Regions from separate parts of the Canis lupus genome. Here region 1 is linked to region 2. The links are chromatin contacts, called in public Hi-C maps. All regions are on one chromosome and are shown on one strand. The core of a region is the stretch at or near the end of the contact, and the rest is flanking DNA. Distances in the headings are between cores, read along the strand shown.

Region 1 (4,504 bases), core at 74-2,573, 130 kb after region 2:
CCCCACCCACATCTACCCTCTGAGAAAGCCGATCTGCTGTCAGCAGGAGACACGGTAATGGGAAGGCAAGTGACCACGGAAAGATGGAACTTCATTCTCCCAACACGCCCTCTTCCAATGTGTTGAGTCACTTTTATTAGCTCCTTCGACAAAAACAAGTCTTAACCAGCACGAGCACTACCAAGACGGGAAACCAGGAGCTTGTGAATCACAGAGGGATGCTCCAGTCAGCCCATTCCTAACAGCCGAAACTTCACGCAGGGCCTGGAGTGGACGTGCCCTCCCTCCACAGAGTCTGTAATCACGCAGAAAAGGAAGGTCCAGCATAATGACTACTTGGCTGGTCTTTAGGCCTCCTCCTCGGCTTCCAAACATAGCTCACCAAGCTTTAACTTACTCCAGGCTCACCAATGCTAATTTTATTCGTCGCCCACATGGGGCTTGGTACGGGGTTTAAGTGTGGGTAGGATGGGTGACCTCAAAAGACAGCAGGGTCCGACGAGGCACGCAAAGCTAGAGGGGGGAAGACGCTGACGGAGCGCACGGGGGACGCGGATTCTCGGGCTGCCCAGGAGATGGAGCGCAGGCTCGGGGTGGCCCGAACAAAGACGGACGAGGCAAGAAGGCTGAGGAGGGCAGGGAAGAAGGGGATGGAAGGGGAGGGAGGCGACGAGGCTCGCGAGCAGACGGGAAGGGCCCTTTAACCGTGGAGGACCCTGGCGGGGCCCTGGGAAAGGGGGATGGCCCACAGGCGACCTGGAGGCCGACGTGAGGTCACGGTCTTTCCGTAATAAAGAGGGGGGGGGGTCAGTTTCGCATAAGGAAGGGCCGAGTGGGCGGACGAAAAAGCAAGGGGGCCGACCACCTTCGGAAGAAGTATCTGGGATCACAAGGCACAAGAATATCGTTGGGGGTGACGGAGGGTTTGGTTTGGAAGCGAGCTGGGAAAAAGGAGGGGTGGGGGCGGGGGGACTGAGGTCCCGGAGGATCGAGGGGAAGAGAAGGGAGCTGACGTGGGCAGGGGCTTCCAGGGCTTCCAGGGCTTCCAGGGCTTCGGGGGCCGGGGGCCGGGGGCCGAGGGAGGGGTCGGGCTGGCAAAGGCGGGGCAGCGGCCGAAAGGGACGCAGGGGAGCGCCGGCTTACAGCGAATGGTGTGGAAAGAGGCCCGCGGCCGCTTCTCGAAGCTCTCCCCGAGCCGCAGGCAGTGCTCCTCGCGGTCCAGCAGCGGGTTCGCGGTCCCGTTCATGGCCCTCGCCGAGCCCCGCGCCCGCACCGGCGCTCTCCCCGCGCAGCCGCGGCCCGAGCTTCCGGCGCCAGCGTCCGGGGGACCGACGCTCCCTGGGCCGCGCTCCGCGGCGCGCGGCGAGCCCAGCCGGCGCCCACCCGGGGCCGGAAGCAGGTCCTCTCCTCGGCGGCGGGGCGGGCCGGGCGGGGGAGGCCTGCGCGGAAGCAGGGCCGCGCGACTTCCGGCGGCGGGGCGGGACCTCTGCGTCCGAGGCGGAAGTGGCGGGGGCGGCGCCATGGCTGAGGGTTCCGCCGGGTGAGGTGCCTGAGGCGGGTTTGTCCCCGCGTGGCGGCTCCCCTAGCCGGGCTGAGGGCCGAGGGCGTCCGGCCCTCCCCGATCAGGCGAATGTAAGAACCGACGACGGTGAGCCCGAGAGCGCGGCGAACTAGGTGAACACGGGCCCGGTAGCCAGCGTGGCCGGCTCTCCGCAGGCCCTGGCGGCCGCGGCGGCCTGGTTTCTCCCGAGCGCCCTCCGCCCGACGGCTCCGGCCCCGCGCGTCATTGGCCTCTTCTCCCTCACGCGTTAATGGAGGAGCCGGAGCCCCAGCCCCTGGAAAGCGACGCCCCCACTGGTTCGTGAGACAGCTTCTTGGGAGTGCGATCAGAGACTCAGGCCGCCGGGCTTGGCTCCAAATCTCCCCCCTCCCCCAAAGCGAGTCTCCGATCCTTGGGCGACGGTGACCCCACTTGACCGCCTGTCGCCACCTCGGGAAGCTCTCATGGTTGTTTTAAGTCGCCCCTCGTCGCGGGCACCGAAAACCGATGAGCGTCTTCTCCCTAAGGTTCCTCAGTCAGTCCTTGGGCCTGTCCTTTTTTAAAAAGCAAAGCGGTTTATAATAGTTGACTTGTGGTTCGGTGCGTGAGAGTCCTGGCCGTCTGTCTGAAGGTAGGGACTGCGTCTTGGTCTTTGTGACCGACCTCTTGTGTAGTGGGCCAGGTTGTGTCGAGTCAGCGTCTGAACTGTTTGGTGACAGAAATGTTCTAGAACCACCAACCCAGCGTCTTAAAAACTGTTCTAAAGCCACTAACGGAATCTCCTTTCTCCTGCACAAGGGCTCAGTGCTGCCTGAGAAATCCAATCAGGATTAATCCAATCTTGAGAAACTGCATCCGAAAAAACCCTGCCTCTGTATGTCTGCAATATCAGCTTGGAGTCCTCGGGTTCCTCAGGGATGGAGAGTCCTCAGCACTGTTAACAGTAATGCCTGTCAGTTGAGGAGATGGCTTCTTTGCAAAGAAAAGGGCTGCAGGCAAGGATTCTCAGCTCTGAAGAAGAGGAGAAATTGAAAAGAGATCAAGCTTTGGTGTCCGATTTTAAGCAGCAGAAACTGGAAAAAGAGGCTCAGAAGAACTGGGACCTTTTTTACAAAAGAAATAGTACTAACTTCTTCAAAGATAGACACTGGACCACCCGAGAGTTTGAGGATCTCAGATCCTGTAGAGAGGTAAACTAATATTGCACCTTATTTGAGTTGTTTTTCATTTAAAATGTGAAGAGGAGTGTTTCTTGCATTCCAGTGGGGTAGAGAATTTATGAAGCCTGTCAAAATGCTTTGTTCCCTGGAAACACACTGTTTGGTCTCAAACACAGTTTAGCATTTCCTGGGTTATATAATCTGTAGGAAAGAGAGCTTTAGGAGCCATTTTCGATTTTTCTTTCTTTCTTTTTTTTTAAGATTTTATTTATTTACTCATGTAAATACAGAGAGAGGCAGAGGGAGGAGAAGCAAGTTCCATGCAAGGAGCCCGATGCAGGACTCAATCCCAGGACTCCAGGATCACACCCTGAGCTGAAGGCAGATGCTCAACCACTGAGCCACCCAGACATCCCTATTTTCTATTTCTTCGTCTGAAAGTCGTAAATATTAATTTCATACTGGATGACTTCAGTGAGATTCAGATTCATAAGGATGATGAACACTTTACCATGGCCCCTTGTGTCCTAAGCCTTATCATAACACTGTTGAGGTAGGCATCCTGATTATCCCCACTTGTCCGGTAAAAGTGAAGCGCACAGCTGTGTAAGTGGTCTGGCAATAGAACACGAGTGAGGGGAGGAATCCAGATTTGAGTGCAAGCAGTTTAGTCCCAGAGCCTGTTCTGTTAGCCGTTGACACCATACCAAACTGCCCCTGTTGGATGACAAATGAGATATGAGTATTAGCTTTAAGTTATCAATTCATGGGTTTATTGTCGGTTCCCTGGGTCAGAGACCTTGTTTCTCCTGTCCTGAGGTGTATTCTTGTAGTTTGCTTTCTCTGTGATGCAGATGTAGCATGCTATGACTTTGGGTTCTGTTTCCTTAGTTTGAAGATCAAAAATTGACTATACTTGAAGCTGGCTGCGGTGTTGGGAACTGTTTATTCCCACTTTTGGAAGATCAGAATATCTTTGCTTATGCCTGTGATTTTTCTCCAAGAGCAGTTGAATATGTCAAGGTTGGTGCTCCATCCATATATTCTGTTGTGTTGCTCTTTTTCTTAGATTTCTCTGACCTCCCTTCTCTACTCATTTGCCTAATTCCAGTCCTCTCATTGAAGCTAACCAGCCGTGATCACTATGGATGTGTTTTTCCTATTTAATGCATATATAGTACATACAGAAAACATAGCTTTACTCAGAAAAGTAGAAGGAATTACCAAAATGACACTCATATACTTAAACCCAGATTTAATGATTGGCAGCATTTTGCCACATTTGCTTTATAGACATTTTTTTGCTGAACTATTTTAAGATTTTACTTATTTATGGGCAGATAGAGCAAAGCACAGGTGCATGCAAGAAGGGGGAGAGGCAGAGGGAAAGGGGGAGAGAGCATCTCAAGCAAACTCTATGCTGAGTGCAGCACACTATGAGGGGCTCCATCTCACAGCCCTGAGATCATGACCTGAGCTGAAATCAAGAGTTGGATGCCTGACTGAGCCACTCGGGTGCCTCTGCTGAACTATTTTAAATTATAGATGTCAATACACTTCCCTCCTAAATATGTCTGCGTACATATTCCAAAAAATAAGGCGCTTCTTTGTATGACTGCAATGCACTTAATTATATCTAACCAAATAACTATAATCCACTAAGGTACAGATTCAGATTTACCCAAGTAGTCCCAGGTATCTTTTATACCTGTATTTAGTCAAGGACTACATCTTGAACTTCTTAATGTACCTTAAATCTCCTTAACCTAAAACATTCCTGCCCTTTCCCTTGACCTTTTCCCCA
Region 2 (4,187 bases), core at 142-2,641:
TTGTTTTTTTGAGCCGCCCCAGCGCGCCTCATAAATGTGTTTTAAAAGATTTTCAGCTACAGGGGCTGGTCAACAGAACCTAAATCTAAGAATTATGAAATCCCACCTTTCCTGATTTTGGAAAGACAAAAATGGACAGAGAATGGAGAGGAAGAGACAGTAGTAAGAGTTAGAGGAAACAATGGTCAGAAGCAACTACGTTCAGGGGTACCTGGGTGTTGACTGCAGCTCAGGTCTTGACCTCAGGGTTGGGAGCTCAAGTCCTGCAAAAGTAACTAGGTTCAAGGGTTCCTTCCCTGTCCCTTCTAGCCTAAGAGCTGAAGAGTGAGGAGAGTACAAGTTCGGGAATCGGAGAAATGGGGTGAACAGTTACTGTCTCTGGCTTGTAAAATTCAGTGTCCTTATTTCTACCACTGGGAGAGACACCGCAGACACATCCATGTACGAATTTAATTAACGCGTAGCAGTTCATTACCATGTTTCACGAACTGCACAGTTGTGAAACTTTTTTTTTAATTTTATTATTATTTTTTTTATTGGAGTGCAATTTGCACTCGCACTCGTTATGAGCATAACGCCCAGTGCTCATCCCGTCGAGCGCCCCCCCCAGATGAAACTTCTTTAAAGTTACAAAATTGTGTACAAACAAAAAAGCACGTAACAAATGCCTAGGACACAAGCAGCCCAGAACCACGACGCGACCCTACAAGTCTGCACCGCGCTGGGGCTCGGCTCAGCCCACCCCGGTCCCAGCAGCCTTTGCGAGCCGGCCCTCGGCCCCTAGAGCACGGCGGGGTCGAAGGCCGCACACCCCGCCACGCCCCCTTCCGCACGTGCTCCTAGCCCTCCTGCGGCCCCACTATGCGCATGCGCCCTTCGCCTCCGCGCGCCCCGAAGGCTCCGGAAGGTAATCGGACGGGGGCGGGGGCGGGGGAGGCGAGAGGCCCCCCAGGTTCGGGGTCTCACCTGCTCGGCATAGGCCTCCGCCTACTGCTAGGCCTGCCTCCTCCTGACGCTCTGCCCCGGCGAATGGAGGAGCCGGGCAAAGTGCACGGCTCTGATTGGAGAAGGAGCGTGTTTACCTCCCCGCCTCATCCTGCGAGCCGACGAACGTAAGCCCCGCCTTTTCCTTCCGCTATTTCAAGCGGTTGGTCGCCTTCCCCTGTCAGTCACAGGACCGGGCCCCACGATTGGCGCGTGGCTGCCCCCTCAGTTTGGCTGGGTCGCTCCGCGTCTGCTGCCTGTTGCCTCCGCGAGTACCTCGAACTTTTTGAGGTGGAAGATGGCGGAGAGCGCCTTCGCCGAGCGTAGCGACGGGGGCGAGGAGAAGGTTTCTGGTGCTGAAGTCATCGCCCAGGCCCTGAAAACCCAAGTACGGCGACTCTGCTGCCGCGAAAGGCTCCTACGGAAGCCGGGAGGGGGCGGAGCGGTGGCGGCGGACGGCGAGAACGCCGGGGTGGGACGGGAGGTTCGCCCTGAGGCTTCCCTTCTGGCGCCGCGGGGGCGGGGGGAGGGCGGGCGTTTACTCCCCTGTTCCTGCCCCCCAGGATGTGGAGTACGTGTTTGGCATCGTGGGCATCCCAGTGACCGAAATCGCCGTTGCGGCGCAGAAGCTGGGCATCAGATATGTGGGGATGAGGAATGAGCAAGCGGTAAGCCTGGACGCTGGGAGCCAGCAGCGTGATTGGAAATGATTGATGATGACACAAGTATTGGTTGCAGACGCTCCGCGGTTACCCCTGCCCCTGTACTAAACTCATGCCAAGCACAACAAGCCTATGAAGCAAGAACTCTTGTTAATCCTAGCTGACAGAGGAGGAAGGTGAGAGGTTAAGTGATTTGCCCGAGGCGACAGTTGGTAGTGGCGGAGCCAGGGTTTGAGCCCAGGGGTTCTGAGTCTGGAGGCCAAGCTCTTGGCGCTGCTTGTACTTTGCCAAGTCTAGAGAGTCGGAATTGGAGGGAACAGTTTCCCAGTCTGAATCCAGGCCTTCTGTCCTCTCATAACTACCTGTTCGTGTCTGATTTTCTGTGTTGTTTGTCTGGTCTGATTTCCCTATTAGTCTGTGAGCTCTAAGAGAGGAGAGGTATTATTTTTTCCTTGACTCCTCTGTATCCCCACTGCGTAGCACATGATAGGTGCTCAGGGAGTTCCTACAAGATGAATGGGTGAAGGCCAGGTAGCCTGTTACATAGTAGGTGGCCCTGCAAGGTGACAGTGTCACAAATGATAAAGCCATGATTGGAACTCCCGTGTCCTCAATCCCAGTCCAGTGCCCCTTCCACAACATCATGCTGCCACTCTTCTTAGAACCTTATTTGGAAGCAAAAGAATGAAAAATAAGACATTTTGTCAGCCCAGCCTTGCCCTCCTATCACCAGTGCTGGTTTAAAAGATCAAGAAACTACCTCTACAGTGTCATATCCTGTCAGTCCATCTAAAGCCAAGTATTCCTGCTTTGCACTCTCAGCGTTGCTCTCTAATTCAGGCTCTTGCCACCTGTTGCCCAGACAGTTGCCTTGACCTCCCTAAATGCTGCCCTTCCTCTGCCATCAGATGTGGGCTTCTAGAGAGCAGGTTCATTTGTTCTGTCTCCATAGTGCTTGGTGTGGCTGGGGTTTTTGGATGATACAGAAGCTTACCATGTTTTTTATTAATTGACTGACAATCCCTAAGTATAAGATTTGAGGATTATAGTTCTTTAAAATCTTAAATCAGATCTTCATTTTGTATTCTTTCTGTCTTCTTAATTGGAACAACATTCTATTCTGTCATCTTTTTGAGAAGATGAAGCTAGTGACCGATTAATAAGACTTATATTTTACTGTTTTTCTGGAGGCGGAATGTCTGGTTTCTTCCTCATACACCACACGTTTAATGAGTACATTCCAGGTACTGGTGCTTATGTCTTCCTTTTACTTATTGCAAAGAGTCAAGCTGACTGAGGGAAATATGTGCTAGGAATCTCTTACAGGCATTCAAACTCATGTCTGACTTTTTTTTTTTTTTTTAAGATTTTATTTATTTATTCGTGAGAGACAGAGAAAGAGACACCGGTAGAGGGAGAAGCAGGCTCTCCACAGGAGCCCGATGTGGGACTCGATCCCAGACCTCAGGATCATGCCCTGAGTCAAAGGCAGACGCTCAACCACTGAGCCACCCAGGCGTCCCCTCATGTCTGATTTTGAATTTGTTATCTTTTCCCTCCAGATTGGCTCTTTCCTCTGTATTCGCAGTTTGAGTCAGTGGCACTGTGATTCACCTAGTAAAGCAAGCCCAAACCTGCAGATATATTGAAGGAATCAGGTTTAGTCTTGATCTTTAAGTTGATCACAGTTTGGAAGGTGAGGGCAAAACACACAGAACAAATTTATCTAGTGTAGTAACTTACAGTAGATATATGTATAAAGAATGGCACATATGAAGGGTGACTTATTCTGAGTGGGACAGAGAAGATTATGCAATGTTTGTTCATGCTGTGTTATATCAGAATAGCTTAAAGGCACAGTGTGCTGTGAGACCAAATAGGTAGATTGAGGAAAGGTTACATTAAGTCTATGGCTGGAAAAGGAATGTGGACTTGGGATTGGATGAGACTGTAAAAGTTTTTCTAAATAGGTGGGAGACATAATTAGATTTGTACTTTAGAAATCATGGTGGACGAGAGTATGTATCAGCAGGGAAGCTTGAAGTTTTATTTCAGTCCCTATAAGCTTAGTGGAGCTTAGCTTAGTGGCCTCTAGACCCCAGGTGCTTTATCGGGCATATGGATATAATGATATACTCATCCTTGAGGCTTATAGCCTAGCTGTGGAGACAGACATAAGCAGATAATTTTATTATAATGTGATAAGTGCTGTGATAGAGGTATACTGAAGGTGCTGTGGAAGCCCAGAAAACAATACTCAGCTCAGCCAAAAACTTCAGAAAAGGTTTCTTGGAGGACATGATCCCTAAGCTGTCTCGAAGGATAGGTAGCATTAACCAGATAGGAAGTAGAGGACTGGTTCTTCTGGAGATGATTCTTCATTTTGGGCTTTCTTAACTGGCTAAGTGGATCACAATACCGCTGACTCCGATCAGGAATACAGATGGAAGAGCTAATTTGGAGTGAAAAGATAATGAATTCAAATTTGGATATGAGTTTGAGATACCTGTAGGACATTCCTAGTAGTACATAGTCCCCTCA

The links. A called contact is a pair of places that touch in the nucleus more often than the background predicts.
Region 1: a Hi-C map of blood shows a contact between it and region 2, with 2.7 times the contacts expected there. The contact joins the promoter of EAF1 here to the promoter of BTD in region 2. A contact is called at or near these places in 2 of 9 Hi-C or Micro-C datasets (blood and skin fibroblasts).

Annotation. Positions count from the first base shown.
Region 1 is chr23:27,714,214-27,718,717 of UU_Cfam_GSD_1.0, forward strand. It overlaps EAF1 (ELL-associated factor 1), which reads right to left and starts at 1,324. Exons shown (of 6, transcript XM_038570800.1): 1 at 1,144-1,324. The coding sequence starts at 1,246. METTL6 (tRNA N(3)-methylcytidine methyltransferase METTL6) reads left to right here and starts at 835. Exons shown (of 6, transcript XM_038570808.1): 1 at 835-913; 2 at 2,339-2,730; 3 at 3,592-3,723. The coding sequence starts at 2,506.
Region 2 is chr23:27,580,968-27,585,154 of UU_Cfam_GSD_1.0, forward strand. BTD (biotinidase) reads right to left here and starts at 1,392. Exons shown (of 6, transcript XM_038570796.1): 1 at 967-1,392. It overlaps LOC608697 (2-hydroxyacyl-CoA lyase 1), which reads left to right and starts at 1,170. Exons shown (of 33, transcript XM_038570782.1): 1 at 1,170-1,372; 2 at 1,548-1,652. The coding sequence starts at 1,283.